Regions from separate parts of the Mus musculus genome. Here region 1 is linked to region 2. Evidence: chromatin contacts called from public Hi-C data. All regions are on one chromosome and are shown on one strand. Each heading gives the region's core, a stretch centred on a gene start, on an enhancer-like site or on the middle of the called end of the contact. The rest is flanking DNA. Distances are from core to core; before and after follow the strand shown.

The links. Hi-C and Micro-C count contacts between places; a contact is called where the count stands out from the background.
Region 1: a Hi-C map of bone marrow-derived macrophages shows a contact between it and region 2, with 20 read pairs. The contact joins two enhancer-like sites. A contact is called at or near these places in 1 of 15 datasets of contacts at CTCF or cohesin (large pre-B cells), 5 of 484 Hi-C or Micro-C datasets (the N1E-115 cell line, bone marrow-derived macrophages, embryonic stem cells and 2 more), 10 of 115 datasets of contacts at active chromatin or transcription factors (acute myeloid leukemia, bone marrow-derived macrophages, differentiating embryonic stem cells and 6 more) and 1 of 9 other capture datasets (embryonic stem cells).

Annotation. Positions count from the first base shown.
Region 1 is chr9:61,693,354-61,699,065 of GRCm38.p6, forward strand. No RefSeq gene overlaps it. Among named protein-coding and RNA genes, the nearest start is that of Gm34770, 35 kb to the left of the region's middle. Within about 2 kb of position 2,203, at least 33 of the 459 cell types and tissues checked have an H3K27ac peak or open chromatin away from gene starts, as enhancers often do. A contact at or near this core is called in bone marrow-derived macrophages, where this site is marked.
Region 2 is chr9:61,308,237-61,313,934 of GRCm38.p6, forward strand. Gm34264 (a long non-coding RNA gene) reads right to left here. Exons shown (of 3, transcript XR_379514.2): 3 at 4,049-4,071. It overlaps Gm51683 (a long non-coding RNA gene), which reads right to left. Exons shown (of 2, transcript XR_003948180.1): 2 at 5,534-5,698. Among named protein-coding and RNA genes, the nearest start is that of Gm51683, 3.6 kb to the right of the region's middle. Within about 2 kb of position 1,980, at least 31 of the 459 cell types and tissues checked have an H3K27ac peak or open chromatin away from gene starts, as enhancers often do. A contact at or near this core is called in bone marrow-derived macrophages, where this site is marked.

The DNA.
Region 1 (5,712 bases), core at 953-3,452, 390 kb after region 2:
GGCCCTAGGGAAGCTGGGAGGGGGGCTGTGTGGACAACTTGCACAGAAAGTGAGCCTCTCCCAAACACACCTACGGTCATTACTCTCCATCCTCCCGACTGGGCTGGGAAATTAGTTACTATTATCCCATCCTACAGGGAAGGGTATATTCAAGGTGCTCCCGTGACTTGCCTAAATTTGTCCTGTCACCAGCATCCCAGGGTTTAAAAACAGATCTTTTGCTGGGTGTGGTGATGCATGCCTTTAATCCCGGCACCACAGAAGCAGAAGCAGAAGGACTGCTCTGAGTTCCAGGCTAGCCTGGTCTACATAGCAAGTTTCAGGCCAGCCAGAGCTACATTATGAGACTCTGTCTCAACCATACTAAACAAAAACAAAGGGAAAAAACAGGCAAACAAAAAGCTCTTTCCTTTGTTCTAGTGCGGAGCAGTAGATCTTCCCACTGGCAGGTCTAACCTGCAGCCCGACACATTTGTATGTAACATTACATCACAATGTCAGATGCTTGGATACGGGCTGAGGAGATGGCTCAGTTGGTAATGAGTTTGCCATCAAGCATAAGAACTCCAATGCCAATACAAAAAGCTTGAGTGGTGCCACTCACCTGCAGTCCCAGAGCTTGCTGGGAGCTGGGAACAGCAGAGACTTAGGAGATGATCCCAGCAACCACAGAAAAAGCTGGGTGTGGCTTTGACTGCCTGTAACCCAAGCGCCAAGGGAAAGTGGAGACAGGTAAGTCCTGAGAGGTTGCTGGCCGGCTAGCCTAATTGAAACTCAAGCATCCGGCGGAAGGAGAGATCCTAGCTCAGGATAAGGTGGATGGTGCAGCACATGACATGCATAAGAATAAACAAGCAAATACATAAAATAAGCAAATGAGTAAGCCAGTAAAAGTTACTCGAGAGGAAGGAAGAAGGAAGGGAGGGAGGGAGGGAGAAAAAAAGGAAGGAAGACAGACCACAAAATGTCAAGCAAAAAATGTGGACACATCTTGAGGAATGACAACGGAGGTCAACCGCTGACCTCCACGAGCAGCTGTAACCACCCACACATGCACCTGTATATACATAAACGAAGCTTGCACACCCGTGACTCGCTTGGCCGTGTGGAGGCGAGCAGCTACTACCGTACTTCCCACATGGAGAGAACTGGATCCTCCCCAGCTCCAGAGTACAAGTGTGGCACCAGTATGGCAGATGTGCCATCTGTCCTAGTCCCTGACTTACAAATGTACCTGATCCTTGGAATTACATGGCAGCATTTAGACACCTACCACCCTGAGCTATCCCAGATGTACTGAAGCAGATGCTCTTGGTGGAACGGGGGCTGGTACTCACTGCACATGTTAAATCTCTAGAGAACCTCCCCATAGAGTGTTACAGTGGTCAGAAGCGACGTGATGCCAGCCCGTGTATACACAGGTCAGGAACGAGTCACTGGAGAAGAAACGGCACCAAGGTAGTGAGTTAGCAACCAAGGCAGGAATGAGAGACAAGTTTCCTCAGAATGAATGAAGTTCTAAGGCAGTGGTTCTCAACCAATGGGTTGTGAGCCCTTTGGGATCCAAAGACCCTTTCACAGGGGTCACATATCAGATATTTATACTAAAATTCATAACAGCAGCAAAATTAGAGTTATGAAGTAGCAACAAAAGTAGTTTTATGGTTAGGGGTGATCACAATGTGAGGAACTATTTAAAGGGTCGCAGCATTAGGAAGGTTGAGAACCACAGCTCTAAAGGAAAGCCACCTTTACCAACAATATTTTGGGCCAAAGCAGAGTACAAACTTAGGGTTATCGTCCCATCAGAGTGCCCATTGGATCACTACTGTGAGTTACAGGAGATGACTGGCCTGCCCTGTATCAACTGTAGCATCATTTAGGAGCTACATCCTTGCAATCTATGTCTGCAAGTCTTCTGGGATTTCTGTTGTTGAGAGTCGTATTTGTAACCCACTCTCTCCCCATTTCACAGTTGATAAAATCAAAGCCCAGAGGAAAAAGGTTTGCTCGAGATCACTCGGGCTAGTGGCAGAGTTCTCTGACTCAGGCCTGGGCTCCTTGCCACACACTCTAATCTATAGCAAAGCTGGACCACACGGGGGCAGCTAGGGGAGGGCGTGGGCGTGCATGCTTGACCTGTCAGTTGCAACCTTCAGCCCATTCCGTTTAAAGAGCTGCCTCAGCGAGACATCTAATTAGCTGACTTTAGCCCAGCTTCCTTCCTCTGGTTATTGATGTCTCTTCTCCCGTCTCTTCCTGGTGCTGGCCCTTGCTCATCCAAATGTGATCAATTACTCACAGGAATAAATTATGCACGTAGCCTACAGTCTATTAGGTAATCGTTGGTGTGCTGGCTGAAAGAACCGAGCAGGGAAGACAAGCTGTCTAGAGCAGAGGCCAGTGGGAGGGGACCTCTGTTGGTCCAGGAATGGAGAAACCTGTAAGCAGGAAACATTGCAGCCCTCCAAGCAAAGGTTGAAGTTGGAGACTGGTAGGGGTGGAGAGGAAGAGGGTGCAGGGTCTAGACTTTCAGGCCAAACTTGAAACCAGCTTGAGGGGCAATTGTAGCTCTGCTCTGCCTTTTTCCTGGACAGATGACACTCCCTCTCTAATTCCCACCCCTCGCTGGCCTTCCCTCTGGCCCTGTTCCCCCAGAGTCTCCTGTGAAAAGCATAAGTCAAAGCAATCTCACTGCAGTAAAGGTTCTGACTGACTCAGGAGGTCAGAGGAGCTCCCAGGAAACAGCAAGGTTACGGGGAACAAGGCTCTGGAGTTTAGCTTGGGTTAAGCAAAGTGGCCAGCCAGCTGTGTTTTCTGGTAGGTTCTTTTCTAATGTGGACACTTTCTGGGCCCTTGCTTGCACAATCCGATCCACTTAGAAAAGTTCAGATTTCACTTGGGCTAGTCTTGGGAAGAATAGGCCCTTAGAAGCCACTTCGGGTAAAAAGCAAAAAAAAAAAAAAAAAAAAAAAAAAAAAAGAAAGAAAGAAAGAAAGAAAAAGGAAAAAGCCCCTCTAGTTTGCCAGTTCACAATCTATCAATGAGGGAATCTGAAGCAGAAACCGTGAAGGAACTTCTTGGCTTACTCAATACCAGTTGTAATATATAGCCTGGGACAACCTGCCTAGGGATTGTGCTGCCCATGGTAGGCTGGGTCTACATCAACCATCCATCAAGACAGTTCCTCATAGGCCAATCTTTCAAGGCAGCTCTTCAATTGAGATTCCTTCTTCTTCCCAGGTGACTCTAGGTTCTGTCAAGCTGACAGTGAGAGCAAGCAGCCTCACTACAAGGTACAAGTCTTACAAGCCTTGAGGCGGGAGGAAAGCCCAACTTCTCTGGTTGTGTTTTGTGTGTGTGCCTCTTTTATTTCTGGTCAGACTCATGATTGACTCTTCATAGACACATTACCCACTCAGAGAGTGTCTGGCTACCTACCCTATTTCTTTCCTCTTCCAGACTGGAAACACAAAGATAACTAACTCATTGTCCTAAACCTGCAGTCACCTTAGATTCCAGGGATGGCCAGTCCCTGCAGGATGAATGACCTACAAGATGAAAACAAAAATATCTACCATGGAAACGGCACACCTTGTATCTGATCAGGTGACACAGACCAGATCATAGACTCTATTTATTGGACCACTTTGTAGGACCACACCTTGCTCAAGACTGCTTAGTTATGCACGCCTCCCCTCCCACCCCGTCCAGTTCTTCCTCTACTTAAATCTAAAGTTCACATAGGTGTCCTGAGGACAGATTCATGGCCATTGAACTTCCTTCTTCCAGACAGTTGATAAAATCTTTCTCTGCTTTTCAGGATTACATGTCTTATGGTGTATTCAGACCAATGGCTGAGCCTAGCCTTTTAAGGCTGTGTGAGAACCGGGTCTTCTATGCTGGAACTCCAGTTACACACTGGCCACCTTTTCCTCGGTGTTTTTTTCAGGGTTCTCTGACACATTCCATGATAACAGTGCTTTGACTTTTCAGTCTCTTGGAGTCCTGGAGGCTCTGTGCAAAGAGCAGACTCTTCAGTCCCAAGCTGGGTAGAACACTCTATCCATTAGGCACTAGAGGGTTTGAGATAAAAATCAACACACACACACACACACACACACACACACACACACACACACACCAAAACCATTGGCTCTGAAACATAAAGGGGAAACTTTACAATGGAAATTAATAAAATTTTAATGAAATGTCTCCCAAACAAAATCTTCCATCAGCCTCATTAAGGGCTTCATTTAGTATTCGTAAAAATTTCATTACGTTTCAGAACGATGTGCAGGTTAGATTTTTCTCACTTTGCAAGAATTCCTGAGCCCCCCTGATAATTGCTGAGAAATCAAAGCCAATTCTACATCAAATGAATTACTTGTAGCCAAAGAATTTCAAAAGCAAAGTTATAAAAATAAGTCATAATTTTTCACAGGAAAAAAAAAGTATTTAATCTGTTTGATGTGTGTGAGGCAGAGTCTCTGAGCATGCTGGGATCCAGCGCGGGTCTGAAAGCAGTCTTGATGTCTGGCCTAGGCAAGCATATGTTAGCTTCCTCCTGAGTGAATGGGTGGGGGAAAAAAAGGCAATCTAAGTGATAGTGAAAAGTGTAAAGGTGGGAGGGAGGGAAGAAAAACAGACAGGAGAAATATAGCAAACATGAGCCAAAGTTTTAAGGAGCAATCTTAGCAACAAAGCCAAGGCCTCGCTGCTGACAGAAACAGACCACACCGCCCCCTTCTGGTTGGAGGAGTGCAGTGCTAGCCGCACGACTTGAGTTTCTCCCACGCTCAGAACATCAAAGCCCCTTGAAATTGTCTCAGAGAGAGATCAGCGCTCCCTGAGGACCGAGACCCTGCCTCTCCTCCAGCCAGGAGCTGGGAGGAAAGCTTTGTAACTGGCACCGTGTCAGGCATCCTGACACACGTCTAATCCCATCTTGAACCTATTTCTGCCTTTTCCCCAAACCGAGTCTCGCCTAACCCATTCCATATGTCTCTCTCTTTCTCTCTCTCTCTCTCTCTCTCTCTCTCTCTCTCTCTCTCTCTCTCTCTCTCTGACGGAAAATAGGCTTTGCTTTCATTTCAAAGGGCATCATTGAAAAATCTGGGCGACAGGACTTTGTTCTAAGACAGGCAATACTCGGGGAGCTCTTCTGAGGAAGTAATCAGAAATAAATGGAAAGATTTATATACAAGATGTCCGCTGTGGAATTATTTGTAACGGCAAAGAACTAAAGACAGCCACAGTGCCCCCAAAGCAAGGAGATGGTTAAATAAATCACCATCTACCCACACAAGAGAAGTTTATGCAGCCATTAGCATGTGCATGATTTTGAAATTTTCATTTACAGCAATAGCCAACCATTAGGGAGCCCTTCCTAGGCAGTATGTCACTGTACTCTACTGAGGAAAGTCCTTTGTGTTACTCCCTCCACTTGATACACAACACAACTGAGGTTCCACCACTGAGGTACATAGACTGTGTTAGAGTGTCCTGCTGGCCTCCTAGGGGCACATGAGTGTGGAGGCAAAGGGAGGGAGAGTTTCACTCCTAGATCCACTGCAAAGCTGTGGCAAAGGAGGATGGATCTGACCCCAAAGGGATGATAAGGTTCACTGACTCTTGCAAGGAGCATCCACAGGGAAGGTAAGACCCAAGATAAATCCTAGAGGGGGACCTTGGGGGTAGGAGTCCAAAAGT
Region 2 (5,698 bases), core at 730-3,229:
TCTTTATAAGAGTTGCCTTGGTCATGGTGTCTGTTCACAGCAGTAAAACTCTAACTAAGACAAACAACATATTACCAAATGACCTACAGTGTAGTCTCACAATGGCTACCATCTAAAACTGTTTTGTTTTGATACAGTCTTGCTCATTGACCCAGGCTGACCTCAAACTCATAATCTTACTGCCTCCATTTCCCATGAGGTAAGACTTCGTTTGGGTATCACCACATATAGCTATGCATCCTTCAAAAATGTTTGCCAGGTTGGAGAGATGGCTCAGCAGTTAAATGCACTGGCTGCTCTTCCAGAGGATCCAAGTTCAGTTCCCAGCAACCACTAGGCAGCTCATGACCATCTGTAACTTCAGTTCCAGGGGATCTGATGTCCTCTCTGACCTCCAAGAGCACGGTGTGCCTGAGACACACAGACAAATCACCCATTCACATGAATAATCATTTTTAAAGTTTTAAATAATGTTTGCCAAGAACTTAAAGATCCCTAAAAAGGAAACACACCAGAGTATTTGCTGGGAAAATGCACTTCATATACAGTAGGGTCTGTATTCTCTACTATTTAGACATATCAGATACCTTAGAGATTATGGATAATTTTAAGTATCAATACTAGAAATGTGTGTTTTTCTGCTTTACTTTTAAAATTGTAAAGATACTATTTTAATGTTTCTTTCAAGATTTGTTTTTATTTATGGAAGCACGTGCCCGTGAAGGCCTGAAGGGGCCATGAGTTCCCTTGGAGTAACAGACATTTGTGAGCCACGTATGGTGTGTGCTGAGATCTGAAATCTGACCCCTGATAGAACAATAGTAAATACAATTAACTGCCGAGCCGGCTCCCTAGCTCTGGTGTTTGTTTGTTTGTTTAAAGCATGTAAGATTTGCACCAAGGCCTGAACTGAAATCACATGGTGACAGATAAGGCACTTTGACAAGACTGAAGTCCACTGTGGCTTGTGTTAATTTACTAGACAACTCCTGGTGACATGCAAGTGTCTAGAGAATCCCTTCTGAGCTGTCACTCCCACACAATCAGTCATGCACGTGGATCAGAAACCACCAATGGCACTGAGAGCACAGCAGACCTCACTGGTGGCTCCTCCGGTTTCCCTGCTCTAGGCATGGAGCAAGATTTCCCTAACCAATAATGAGCTCCTGTTTTAGTAAGAGAGTGTCAGACAGAGAGAGAGGGAGAGAGAGAGGTGAGTGATGTTGACCGCTGACCTCCATACACACAGGAGACTAAAGACAGTTCCCAGTGGTGGAGCACCTGCATAGCCTTTAGGGTTCCCTGAGTTCATCACTGCAAAACACGCGAACAAGCAAATGAATCTTGTGGACGGTATACCACTTTAAATCCAGGACTGGCTGGGTTGTAGCTCGTCAGCAGGGAGCTCTCAATATCCCCTTCTCCCAACTGTGAGTGCTTCTCTAGAACTGATAGGTGGTGGGCCTAAGGTAAGCCTAGCTTGTCTCCCTGAAGCCTCATCTGGGTGAACCTGGAGCAAATGTCAAGCCTATGGGTGGCACATACTCATGCTGGCTCTCCCAAGCCTTAGAGTCTTGAGATGGGTAGGAGAAGCGGCCAGCCAGGCCTGGCCTGAGCCCCAGCTGCCCTGGGCTTCCATCCACGCTGCCTCACCATGCCCTTTCCAGACACATCAGGTCCCTCCTCCTCCTTGGCAGGCATGCCCATTAGTTCATAGTGAGGACTCTTTCTTAATTGCCTTGGGACTTCCCCCTGACTAACTGGGGGAAAAGTTGGCATCCTGTCCATCATACCAGCAAAACCAATCTGAGAGCAGAAGCATGGAGTGCTGGCGAGACTGGAGATGCTGGCACATTTAGTTGGAACGATTATGTCTTTAAAAAGGCAGTTGTGCAATCTATAAAGTTTGCAGCAGGGACTCTAGTGCCCTTGGCTTCTGCTTCTGAGATATGCAAACTGCGTGTTTTCTTTAACCGTCCTCTTCCCCATGGCTCTGCCTAAGATACGAATAACCTTTTCCTCTTTTCTCTTGCTCTTGCCCACTAACTCCTGGAACCACTCGCTGTTCTTGTCCAAGCTACCTTTGAAGGAAGATTAACCCACTGGCAGGGTTAATCTTCACTTTGAGGTCTACAGACTTAGCTCTCTTGGCAGAGTACTTGCCCAGCATGTGCAAAGCCCAGGGTTCAATCCCCAGCACTGCATAAACTGGTTGTGGTGATCTGCACCACTCCTAGCAAGTGGGAGCTGGAAGCAGGCGGATCAGAGAAGTTCAAGGTTTGAGAGTAGCCTAGGATACTGCTTCAGTCTCTCAGATATCCAGGATGACAGACCAGCACCACCACGCTAGGTAGGCTGTTCACATCTCTATCCTAAACCCAGGGAGATGGATTCCAGGAAGGAAGATATCTGAAAGGGGGATTCTAAGACCCATTGCCTGAGATGAGCTGCAGATCAAAGGGCCTAGCGTCTGATGAGCTCTGCTGCACGCCAACTGCTGGCTCTTGTAGGAGGGAGTGTTATCTTCAGGCCACCACAGCCATTCCTATCCACATCGTGTAGATAAGTAGACAGAGGCTCAGAGATTAACTCAGAGGCCCAGGACCCCACAGACAGAAAGTGGCAGTAGCCTGGCAGACATGCCCCCCACTGCCCCCCTCTTCTGCGGAAAGACCAAGCCCAGTGTTGAGCAGGCAGAACCTGGCTACAGGATGTGTTGTTTGGCCCAACTGAGGCTTCTTTAAAATTTGGAAATTTTTTTTTACAGAAGTTCAGGAGAAGGGAAATTAGAAATCTGGCAAAAGAATGTTCTTGTTCCTCATGGCAAGAGTGACCTGGAACTGTGTGGGGGCTGAGACCTTTGAGCAAGCCTGGCCAGCTGTCCCGTTCCAAGTCTGTGACTGGCCTGCATGGCTCCTGTATATTGTTATCTCCTGGACTCCTAAGACTGTGCATGCCTCTGTCCCCTGGCCTGGGGACTAGCTCTGACTCGATATCTCATTGAAGGGGACAGCTAGACTATGCAGACCCTGGAGGCCTCTGACTCCATGAAACCCCTACATGCTCTGTCCCTCTTCTTTTCTCTACTGTCTCTCCCCTTCCTTCTGTCCCTGGTCTGCCCGCTCCCAGCTTGGCTTCTAGCACACTCACGCATATAAGCATGCACATACACCACACAGTACAGTGGTCTCTCTGCAGGCCTATGGACTTGGGTGTGTCTCTGTCTTTGCATCACACACACACACACACACACACACACACACACACACACACACACCCAGAGAGAGAGAGGGAGAGAGAGAGAGAGGGAGAGAGGGAGAGAGAGAGAGAGAGAGAGCAGTGTACTCTACCAGAGAGCAGGGATGTACTATCTCTCAACACTATCATAAGGGCACTCTGCCTCTGGGGTCCAGGTGGAAGCAGAGGAGTCTGGGAAGGGGCACATGAGTGGAGGAGATGTTGTTTCTCACCCCACACAGAACACTCCAAGCCAGCCTACACCTCCCTGAGGTATCAGATGTGATGTATGAGGTGTGTAGAGACCCTGCAGCGCCAGCCAAGTGCCTGGACTAGTAATCTCTTCCCTTTCACACCACGAGGGCCTGGGATTTATTAACTGGGAGTGCTCAGGGGAGTCATGAGCTGCTGGTGAACCAGCTGAGGCTCCTAGCGTGAGCTGCTGCTGCAGAGGCCAGGCGGATGCCCGGCAGGAACCTTCAGTCCTTAGGTGGCTGGTTCTCTGAGACCCTCAGGCTTGATTTCAGGAAAGCATGGGGAACAAAGCCGACTTCTCCCAAGTAGGGGCCCCGGGCAGAGCCCCCAGCCTGCCGCTTGGCTCTGAATGCTGTCCTTGCCCCTCTGAGGGACTTTTAGCCAGTCTGCAGCTTAGCTTCTCAATTAGGCCAATAGATGCCCTTGTGAACCTCAGAAGGGGAGGTCGGGGGTCCTCAAAGGAAAGAGAAAAGTTGTGGGAGTTCTTAGGCCTGAGATTGCATGGGGCTCACCTGTGATGCTTCACAGACACACATATTCTCTCACCAGAGGCCATGGGGAGCCAGCTGGATGGGCAGCCTGGAATTACACATAGGGAGAGAGTGGAAGGCATCATGACTTTCTAATAAAATGTATGGAATAAAGTCTCTCTCTCTCTCCCCTCCACCTCTCTCCCACTTCCCCTCGTGTGTGTGTGTGTGTGTGTGTGTGTGAGAGAGAGAGAGAGAGAGCGATAGAGAGAGAGAGAGAGCACACACGTGCGAGTGTGCCCTCCACCTTCTTTTTTGAGACATGGTCCCACTGAACCTGAAGCCAGCATATTAGTTAGACTGGCTGTCCCCACCCCCCAGCCCCACCCCAGGGAGCCTCCTGCCTGTGTCTCCTCAGTAAGGAGTGCAAATGAGTTAGTCTCAGCCAAAGCCAGGCACATGCAAAGAACTCCTGTGTGACTAACGGGCAAGCTGTGGAAGAGGCTCTGGTATGAAGGCACCCACCTCAGCCGTGAAGTGAGGCTGTACTACCCACAATGCTCGGTACACAACACGTGGATCCCAAGCATTACGGAAGTAAATGTAGTCTCTCAGAAAGCAGTAAGAGCAGGTTCGCTTTTTGTATTTCAAGCCTAGCCCCCACCTCCAACATCCCCCCTCCAGAAACTGAGCGTGCTTTTGGACGGTAGTTAAATACACTGTCCATGGCGGAAAGCTGTTTGGTTCACTTCGTAGACCCAGATGATTGTTCTGGAAAGACTGGCGTTTTCCCACTGGTCTGTTGGTTTATGGGTATGCCTTTAGTCATCAGTTCATGGAGAGCCACTTCCAGGAAAGGGTTCAGCTTCCATTCAGGTATTTGATTCTGGTTTTAAAGGTTAACTCGGTGCCCTGTTATCAACATTCTCTGCCTTTTCTTTATTCAGCCCTGTTTTTCTTATTGTTCAAGGTAAGGGAGCTGGAATTTACGAGCTGCGACAAAACACACCATATATAACACATCCTGCAAACATGTTATTGTAGAAACTTATTTGATCTGAGCAGAAATAGTAACCCCTGCCCTGCCAATGGCTCATGGGAAAATGGTTCCATGGCTGATGTAAAGGGGCGCCTGAGCGGTTTTCCTTAGCAATATATTCCAAGGAATGAATGCTGTATGGCATATATGTCTGTGTGCACGTATGTTTGCGGGTGAGTGTGCCCATGTATGCTTATATAAAGGACAAAAGAGAGAACCTTGCATGTCTTCCTCAATGGCTTTACATTTTGAGGCAGGGCTTTCGCTGAGCCTAGAGCTCACTGGTGGGCATGGCTAGCTGCGGGCTGCACAGGGAGCCTGGCATCTCCACCTCCTCCTAGGACCAGTGCTAGGATTACAAATGGGCACGGCTCTGCCCAGATTTTACCAGGATGCTGGGGATCCAAACCCAGGACCTCACGCTTGCCTGGCAAACACTTTACCCAGCGAGCTGTCTGTCTCTCTAGCCCCTGGGAGAATATCTCTTAAAGAAAATGAAATCAGTTTGGCCATCAAATAAAACATCAGTCTGTACGAGTTGGGCTTGGGGAAATGGCAGGCCCGTTTATTGCTTTGCGACTCTCAGGGTCTCCTCTAAGTGGGACTATGTTCTGAGAACCTTCTCTCCCTGTTCGTCCACAGCCAGCTCAGACCTTCACAGCAGACTGACACATGCAGATGTCTGCAATCCAGAGTG